Linked DNA regions of Mus musculus: regions 2 and 3 are each linked to region 1. The links are chromatin contacts, called in public promoter capture Hi-C maps. All regions are on one chromosome and are shown on one strand. Each heading gives the region's core, a stretch centred on a gene start, on an enhancer-like site or on the middle of the called end of the contact. The rest is flanking DNA. Distances are from core to core; before and after follow the strand shown. Region 1 holds the start of Uchl1 (ubiquitin carboxy-terminal hydrolase L1). Region 2 overlaps Limch1 (LIM and calponin homology domains 1). Region 3 has its middle 27 kb from the start of Nsun7.

Region 1 (2,700 bases), core at 35-2,534:
AGAATCTTACTAATGCCTTCTTGCCTCTCACACTTGGTAAGTGAAGGTCATTTTTTTTTCCCTGATGGTGAAACTGGGAAGAAAATTGAAGTAGCACATTGCTGAGTCTAAAACAGAAAATGGACCCTTCCAGCCTCATTTACCAGGTTTTGTCTTCCTGCCTCATTTTCCAGCTGTAGCACCAAGCAAATGAACATCTCTGAACCCTGGATCCTGATGTATAAAATTTCACAAATACAATATTGGACCCTCTCAGGGTGAAATAAGATGGCCTGGTAAAGGATCCAGCTGGAGAGGCAGTGCTGTTAAAACAAGGTTGGTTCCCTCCATCCTATGCCTTGCTTACCTCGGGCTAGCAAAAAGCATGTCTGTTTTTCACCATTTGTTCTGAGCATATTTTTTAAAATACCCAACCTGCCTGCATCCTTAGCTACCTCATTCTGTGATTTAGCATCCCTGACAATTGATACAGATCTGGCCCCTCCTTCTACTCCGCCTTCAGCACAAGCGTTTGCCTTCCATCCTTTGAAATGTGCCTGTTAGAAAGAACACCCCCGCCCCCATCCCTGGAGAACCGCGGGCTCTCCTCCGTTGCTATTCCCTTTCTTCTGCGCCCAAAGTATTGTGGACCAAAATCTTATTATCCCAAACCCCTGTTCTTTGAAAAAAGGTTTCCCCTATTTTTTTTTTAAATGCTTTTTCCTTTAAGCCTCTAGTCTCAAATCATCTATCTTTTCTTTGGTCTGTTTCTAAAGTCCTCCGGCGCCCGTATTCTATGTGTCTCGCATGTACTGCTTCCCAGCGACCCACCGGTTCTTCCCCTGGAGTCACATTACATCAGCTTCACTAATGCACTCCGTATCAGATGTTTTATTCTAGGCAGTCCATTAAAAACCGAGCCTGGACACAGGTTGAATTTAACATGGAGGACAGATTGTCTAAGGTTAAGTACAAACTGTTCCGAGATGGGCGGGGGGGGGGAGGGAGGAAGACCGACAAATATTTATATTCATATTAAACACTACATATACCTGTTGATTTTGTGCTTTTTTTTCTCTCTCTCTCAATGTTTCAGAGACCCTCGAGCTTTGGAGTGATTGAGACGACAGAGGAGGGTTTCCAGAAATTTCGCTCCAAATTGAAAGCTCCCTCAAATAGGCTGCTTCATGCGCTCAAGGAACACCCACCAACAAAACCCATCTCCACAACCACCAGATTAGCTCACCGGCGAGTGAGACTGCAAGGTTTGGGGGCTTGGCTTGTACCATTCTGTGCGGTGCATGGGGGAGTTCGAGCCCTCTTGGCCTTCCTCCTCTGCTTGTTTCTGCTCCCGTCTCCCCTGCTCAGGCTTTCCCAGTGAGCGAGGCCGGCGCTTTATAACAGCAGCCTGGGCGGCTCCACCGGCTGTTTTTTCGGCTCCTCGGGTTTGTGTCTGCAGGTGCCATCCGCGAAGATGCAGCTGAAGCCGATGGAGATTAACCCCGAGGTAAGCATAGCTGCTGGGTCGCTTCGGGAGAAATAAGGCTGACCCTTAGCTACAGCTCGGTAGCTGAATCATTTAGTTTTATTATCATTTTCCTCTTTGCTTTTGGCTTTCAGATGCTGAACAAAGTGAGTGGCGCGGCGCGCAGTCTCTGTCCCTATCCTCCAAGAGCATCGTTGGAGACGCCCAGCCGGCCGCGCCCTGTGCAATGGAGGTGGCTGGGCTGGGGCGCCCAGCTGGGTGTCGTCTCTGCCCTGAGTTATCTAGGGGTTTGGGAGTGACTGAGAGATCGATCACGGGGAGGTGGCGGAGGATGGACCCGGACAGCAACGAGCGCGGGGAGCAGCTCTCGAGGGCGTGGCGACGGCCCGCGGACTCTAGTCCGAGGGCTTCGCGCGAGCCACGTGTGGGCTGAGCTTTGTGCTGTGTCACTGCGCGGCACGCAGGGTGGGACGGCGCGGAGGCTCCTCCCAGACTCGGGTGGGGACCCGTGTGTGTGTGTTTGGTGGGGGGTTGGGGAGTGGGAGGGCCGCACGAGGGATGCTCGTGCTGGCCCCGCCCCCTAGCAGGTGCCCATTATTTGTCTGGCTTTTTCGGTCTGGCTGCCCTGTCTTTTTCTTGCAGGTGTTGGCCAAGCTGGGGGTCGCCGGCCAGTGGCGCTTCGCCGACGTGCTAGGGCTGGAGGAGGAGACTCTGGGCTCAGTGCCATCCCCTGCCTGCGCCCTGCTGCTCCTGTTTCCCCTCACGGCCCAGGTAGGGAGAGGTCTGTGATGGGCGGGTCTCAGTGGATACGCAGTGTTGTGGAATGAGTTCCTACCTCACGCTGTCCCCTTTTCCTGTAGGGTCCCTGATAAGGATCCCACTTCTTAGGGTGGGAGGTGCTTGCATTTTCATCGGGGCTCTATTGTGATGTCCATTATTGCCTCAATTTGGAAGAGAAGGAGCCCATTGCGTCTAAGTCTTTTTTTCAGTTATCCAAAGAAAGATCTCCAACTTGTTTATTTTGTTTGTTTGTTTACTTATGAGCCTTGCTCCCACTTGCGGATGGCCGGTTTGTTTTTTTTTTTTTTTCCTTTTAAGGGCCGTGAGTGGGTCAGGTCCCTGGTTTGGTTCTGTTGCTCTCTCACCTGACTGTAAACTGATGAGGGCCTGGCTTGCTTAAGTCAAAAGAGCTGTCTCTTCATTTGCCACCTCCATCTGCCTCTCTGGTGGATTCT
Region 2 (2,700 bases), core at 93-2,592, 350 kb after region 1:
AGAGAGAGGGAGGGACGGAGGGAGGGAGGGAGGGAGGGAGGGAGGGAGGAGGGAGGGAGGGAGGGAGGGAGGGAGCGAGCGAGCAAGCAAGCAAGCAAGCAAGCAAGCAAGCAAGCAAGCAAGCATTGACAAGACAGTGACAGGGTTTGAAGTAGACTGTGCCTAAGCCCTCAGGACTGGCACCCGGCCCTCAGGGTCTGGTCCTTTAGACCTGACCAGAGGCCCAATCTGTACTTCCTGCGAGTTCACGTGTCTAGCGATGCTGTTATAGCCGCCCAGAAATCCCGACCTGTGAGCCACTGACTTGAACTATTTATTTGAACGGTGTCTCAAGACATTGCACATGGACATGAAACGGACCGTCGTGCTTATTTAGACTCCACGAAGTGCCTGTCTTTCTGGAAGCCAGAGACCTCCAATAAACGTAGCCTCTGAAGGCATGCTTGTCATCAGCTGGAGTGTGGTGAAAGAAGTCATGGGTTATGGCCCAGATACAAGAAGTCATTTAAGTGACTAGCATGAATTCCAGCCTCCAGTCCAAAGGAACCAGAAGCCCTGGAACCGCACCTCGTAAATTCTCTCTCCCCCAGAAGTTGGTGTCTCCCCAATTTCTTTAAAGCCATCTATTTATAGATGCTCACACAGGTCACTGCTGATCTGCCTGTCAACCTGAAAAAGGGTTCCACGGGTCCCCCGAAGCATACACGTGTGCATCAATACAGTCATTCAGCACTCTGGAACCACTCATAAACTACAGCTAAAGCTGACAGAGTTCCTTTGTCCAAGTTGTTTCTGTAAAACACGGGCTTTAGACTGCTGTGTTCATTGCTCCGGGGATGGAAGTAGCAGAGCCTCACTGCGTAGGGAGCAAATGCTTGCCAGAAATTCTGTGCGCTTGGCACCTCCAGCAGACGTGTGCTGTCTGGATGTTTGAAAGGAAGCAAGCCACACACTTCCTCCTTTCATCAGTGTGGTGTGAAGAATGCCACAAACCCACTACACATCTCTACAGCCTTTTTGATTTTCCTAGAGTTGCTTCTGCATAGCCTGTTACTATGACATCTTGACCTTTAACTCTTAAAAAAAAAAAAATCCCCACTGAGTACAGGTGTAAAAGCTTTCAGGAACTCAGACTGGCCAGTTCCACTGCCCACTGTCCACGTCGTCAGGTTTTGTGTGTATTGTGGTAAGATGTTTTACATGTTAGGTTCAGAGACGGTCAGTCCCTGAGTCGACCCCAACTGACCCACCTTGACATGTGGAATGTGTTCTGCTCAGTTCTCACCCAGTTTCATGGATTTCTGTTTGTTCTATTTTGCCATCTGATCTAGAGCTGCCTGGCAGTGCCCCGCTGAGAGTTCAGAACTCTTGGCGACGGTCCCAGTTTTTCTCCCAGTCAGGTAAACAACATACCAGGTCACTGGCCTTTTCTTTATGTAAAAAATCCATGTTGGGTCAACCAATGTCGTTTGGCACTTGTCTTCCTTTCTGATTTTAGATCTTTTTCTTTTTTTTAAAGAGAGATGCTTGTTTGTGACACACAGTTAGCAATGAGCTTGTTCCTTGACACCAGCACGTGTTGTACTAAAACCGGGAGGAATTCCACGGAACTTTATATTGATTTTAAGATGCCAGAGGAATACCACCATCGGTATCCACCTGGCTCTCCCTCCCCCCCCCCCCCCCCCCCGCGCCTTTAAAACGATGATCAGAAGCCACAAGGTTCTCTTGTTAACTGTGTTACAAGAACTCTGTCCTTCCTGGATGCCGTCTGGCCTCTCGGTGTGGGGCTTCTTCTCCATGAGAGACAGTGGAGGGACTGCTCCCTTTGCCAGAGTGCAAGCTGTACTAAGAGCCAGCACTCATAGCTGCAGTCAAAGCTTCCTAGAGTCTAGTACCTAGCGCTTCCTGATGTCTTCCGCTCTTCTTCCTTTTGGTGATGGGCACAACCTTCCGCAGGCCTCTGCTTCATGGTGGTTTTCTAATACTGCCAAAGTTAACTTAACGTAGGAACTGCACTCAACTGAGAGGATCACGAGACCAGTACAGCCGAAAGCTATCACACTGACGCCTCTTTTCTTTCTTTTATTCTGCATAGCGGATTCTCCAAGCAGTGAAAAGTCCCCTGGGAGCACACCCGTGAGTATTCCCTCTTAAAGAACAAAGCCGTGCCTTCAGAGTGACTTTAACTTGTATTTGATTTTCTTAGGGAGTACTCAACCAAAACTGAGATCCAATTTTTTTTTTTTATTTTGAAATAACAGTTTCATTAGATTGTAAGGATTATCATTCTGTGTGAGGTAGTTCTCCTGCCTGGAAACAAAATGCTGGTCCCTTTGTATCTCCTTGAGCCCAGGTTTACTAGTCTGGGCTAATATTTATGATACTGGAGGTAGATCCTCTCTCTTTAACCCTTTAATGTTCAGTGAGGTGCAAATAGCGCTCTTTCAGGGTAGTTGTGAGTATTAATTAAAATCATTATATAACTGCCGCTATACAGTACCCGATACTGGCATGATCCTTCCCTCTCCAGTGAGCAGTCCAAGACGCTTACCATAGCCAGTAGCACTTAGTTATCTACAGGCCAATTTTCCCCTTTGTGGCCGTGTAGAATGGACCACCACTTGTCACATAGCCTTGGTATCTCCGGCCACACTTCAGAACTAGGAACCATACGTGAGGGGTTCAGTCATAAACCAG
Region 3 (2,700 bases), core at 116-2,615, 440 kb before region 1:
TGTGAGCCACATGGATGCTGAGAACTGAACTCAGGTCCTCTGGAAGAGCAGCAAGTTCTCTTAGCTGATGAGCCATCTCCCCAGCATGAATTATTTTTTTAAAAAAAGATTTATTTTTTTTTAATTTATTTATAAGATACACTGTAGCTGTCTTCAGACACACCAGAAGAGGGGCACCGAATTCCATTACAGATGGTTGTGAGCCACCATCTGGTTGCTGGGAATTGAACTCAGGACTGCTGGAAGAGCAGTCAGTGTTCTTACCTGCCGAGCCATCTCTCCAGCCCCCCAGAACATGGATTTTATGTACTTTTAAAGGCTTCCCACCTGTGAAACACCTTACTACAGGGCTCAGTCATCGTTTTTCCGTATAGAGCCAGCTGGTAAATTCTGTAAGCAGGATGGGGATGCTGGGGCTTGAACCCAGGGCCTTAAGTGTGCCAAGTATGTGTGTTAGCATTGATCTGCTTCAGACTCCGGCCACTCAGCTACATTCCCGAAGTCTCCTAAACATTTCAGATTTCAAGGGCCACCTGGTCTCTGTCATAACATCCAGTGCTGCCTTTGTACAACTACAACAACAACTTTCATAAGCAGTGAGCTTGGTGACAATCTGTCATTTCCACACTTGGGGGCTGTAGTAGAAGATCAGGAGTTTGAAGACAGCCTGGACCATTTATCTAGCGAGACTGTCTTCGGAAAAACAAAAACAGAAGCCTATAAATAAATTAGCGTGGCTATGCTCCAAGAAAGAGATTATGCAATTTGAATTTTACGTATTTTTGTGTGATGAAATATTGCTATGCTTTTGATATATTTCAACAATAAATACAGAAACTCTTTTTTAGCAAATGGTCGGCTGGCTCACAACTTGTGGCATGCAGACTAGAATGGGTTTTGGTCCTTGGCTAGTGAATGTTTGATCTTAGATTATGAAATCAGAGTCTTAAGGAATAAAGCTTGCTTAAGAATGTGAAGAATCGGGCTTTGCTTTCCTGATCCACCTGTTCTGACTAAGTGGCTGTGGCAACTTTAAAGAACAGAGAATGAGGAAAGCCATGGGGGGTTAACTAACAGTCTCTGGGCTTGGGGCATCTAAGATAAGGACCTTGGGCTTTTATGAAATAATTTTTTTAAAGACTTATTTTTACTTACTATGGATAATGTTTGCCTCATGTATGTATGTATGTATGTATGTGTGTATGTATGTATGTAGCACTGTGTGTCTGATGCCTGCAGATGCCAGAAAAGGGCATTGGATCCCCTGGAACTGAAGTTATAAACGTTTGTGAGTCACCATGTGAGTTCTAGGAACTGAAGCTGGGTTCTCTACACAAACCCGAGTCCTCTCTATGGTGAGCACCTCTCTAGTCATCCTCCCAGGCCCTCTATTGCTGAGTCACCTCTCTAGTCAGCCCCACCCCCACCCACCCCCACCCACCCCCACCCTGCCCACTCCTCCTCCCAGTATAAAGATAAAGGGTTTATTTAGCTCATAGCCCTGATCCAAGGTCAAGAATTGACTCTGTAGGTGGCCCTTTTGCTGGCAGAGTTCCAAGGCTAAGCTGTACGGGGCACACAGATATAATCTCAGCACCCTAGGGGCAGAGATGAGATTTCAGGTTCAAGGCTAGCCTGGTCTACAAAGAAGAAAACACACACATTAAGTGATAGGCCCTGCTATAGTGGAGAGTGGTGGCTAGTCAAAATGAAAGCATCAGGACTAGAACTTAAGGCTTCTATATTTTGTTGATTTGGTTTTCCTTTCTTTTTTTTTTTTAAGATTTATTTATTTTATATATGTGAGTACACTGTTGCTGTCTTCAGACACACCAGAAGAGGGCATCAGATCTCATTACAGATGGTTGTGAGCACCATGTGGTTGCTGGGACCCACTCAGGACCTCTGGAAGAGCAGTCAGTGCGTTTAATCACGCTGAGCCATCTCTCCAGGCCTTGGTTTGGTTTTTCAAGACAGGGCTTATCTGTGTGGCCCTGGCTGTCCGGGTACTTGCTTTATAGAACAGGCTGGCCTTGAACTCACAGAGGTCCTCTTGCCTGTGTTTCTCTAGTACTGGGATTAAAGATGTGCACCATCACCACCTGGGTATGATTTCTATTTTCAAGAATCCTCCTGTATCCATTATACCTTCTGTTAAAAAAATCAAATAAACTATGAATCAGAAACATAGACCCAGCTGTGAAACCCAACCAGTTTTCATCCACAGCATTTGTGTTCAAAGTAAGAGAAAACAAGGAGATACCCATCCCCTCTTTAAACTATTATTACACAAACATAACAAACTAGAAACATCAGACAGACCTGGGGTAATTACTACACAGCCAGCTGAACCCTTTACCTGAAAGATCTCTCTCCGTGGGCCATAAACGGTGGTTACAACCGAAATATAAGCGTTCAGCTGAGCCACCGGGTTAGCGAGTGGCTTTCCCTTGAATAAATGATCATTTTTGTCTTCCCGTTGCTGGATCTTACCATCTCCTGGTCTGACCATGGAAGTGCCGCTGCTGGTAAAACCAAAGCTTTTATCCAGATTTAGTTCCCATTTCTGTTTTATAGTGTAGGGTGGCCACTAGGTTAATACTTTTCCAGGTGCGTTTGGAGACAGATGAAAGGATAAAGGTATTCAGAATAGTAAAATGTGGGGAAGGGAACCAGACCACGTTCATGTCTTCCAGCCTA

The links. Promoter capture Hi-C pulls out the DNA fragments that hold promoters and counts their contacts.
Region 2: a contact with region 1 is called in a promoter capture Hi-C map of cranial neural crest. The contact joins the enhancer-like site here to the promoter of Uchl1 in region 1. A contact is called at or near these places in 21 of 39 promoter capture datasets (the 3T3-L1 cell line, 3T3-L1-derived adipocytes, the C10 cell line and 12 more), 2 of 15 datasets of contacts at CTCF or cohesin (the NIH/3T3 cell line and embryonic stem cells), 3 of 484 Hi-C or Micro-C datasets (bone marrow-derived macrophages, colorectal tumor organoids and double positive thymocytes), 21 of 115 datasets of contacts at active chromatin or transcription factors (SST interneurons, astrocytes, bone marrow-derived dendritic cells and 12 more) and 5 of 9 other capture datasets (adipose tissue, embryonic stem cells, liver and 2 more).
Region 3: a promoter capture Hi-C map of the C10 cell line shows a contact between it and region 1. The contact joins the enhancer-like site here to the promoter of Uchl1 in region 1. A contact is called at or near these places in 5 of 39 promoter capture datasets (3T3-L1-derived adipocytes, the C10 cell line, the SN4741 cell line and 1 more) and 8 of 115 datasets of contacts at active chromatin or transcription factors (astrocytes, embryonic forebrain, embryonic hindbrain and 4 more).

Annotation. Positions count from the first base shown.
Region 1 is chr5:66,674,837-66,677,536 of GRCm38.p6, forward strand. Uchl1 (ubiquitin carboxy-terminal hydrolase L1) reads left to right here and starts at 1,285. Exons shown (of 9, transcript NM_011670.2): 1 at 1,285-1,486; 2 at 1,600-1,611; 3 at 2,108-2,236. The coding sequence starts at 1,454. Uchl1os (ubiquitin carboxy-terminal hydrolase L1, opposite strand) reads right to left here and starts at 1,661. Exons shown (of 5, transcript NR_102714.1): 1 at 1,226-1,661.
Region 2 is chr5:67,023,974-67,026,673 of GRCm38.p6, forward strand. Limch1 (LIM and calponin homology domains 1) reads left to right here. Exons shown (of 26, transcript NM_001001980.3): 17 at 2,099-2,139. Among named protein-coding and RNA genes, the nearest start is that of Gm33040, 26 kb to the left of the region's middle. Within about 2 kb of position 1,343, at least 31 of the 459 cell types and tissues checked have an H3K27ac peak or open chromatin away from gene starts, as enhancers often do.
Region 3 is chr5:66,231,231-66,233,930 of GRCm38.p6, forward strand. No RefSeq gene overlaps it. Among named protein-coding and RNA genes, the nearest start is that of Nsun7, 27 kb to the right of the region's middle. Within about 2 kb of position 1,366, at least 29 of the 459 cell types and tissues checked have an H3K27ac peak or open chromatin away from gene starts, as enhancers often do. A contact at or near this core is called in embryonic stem cells, where this site is marked.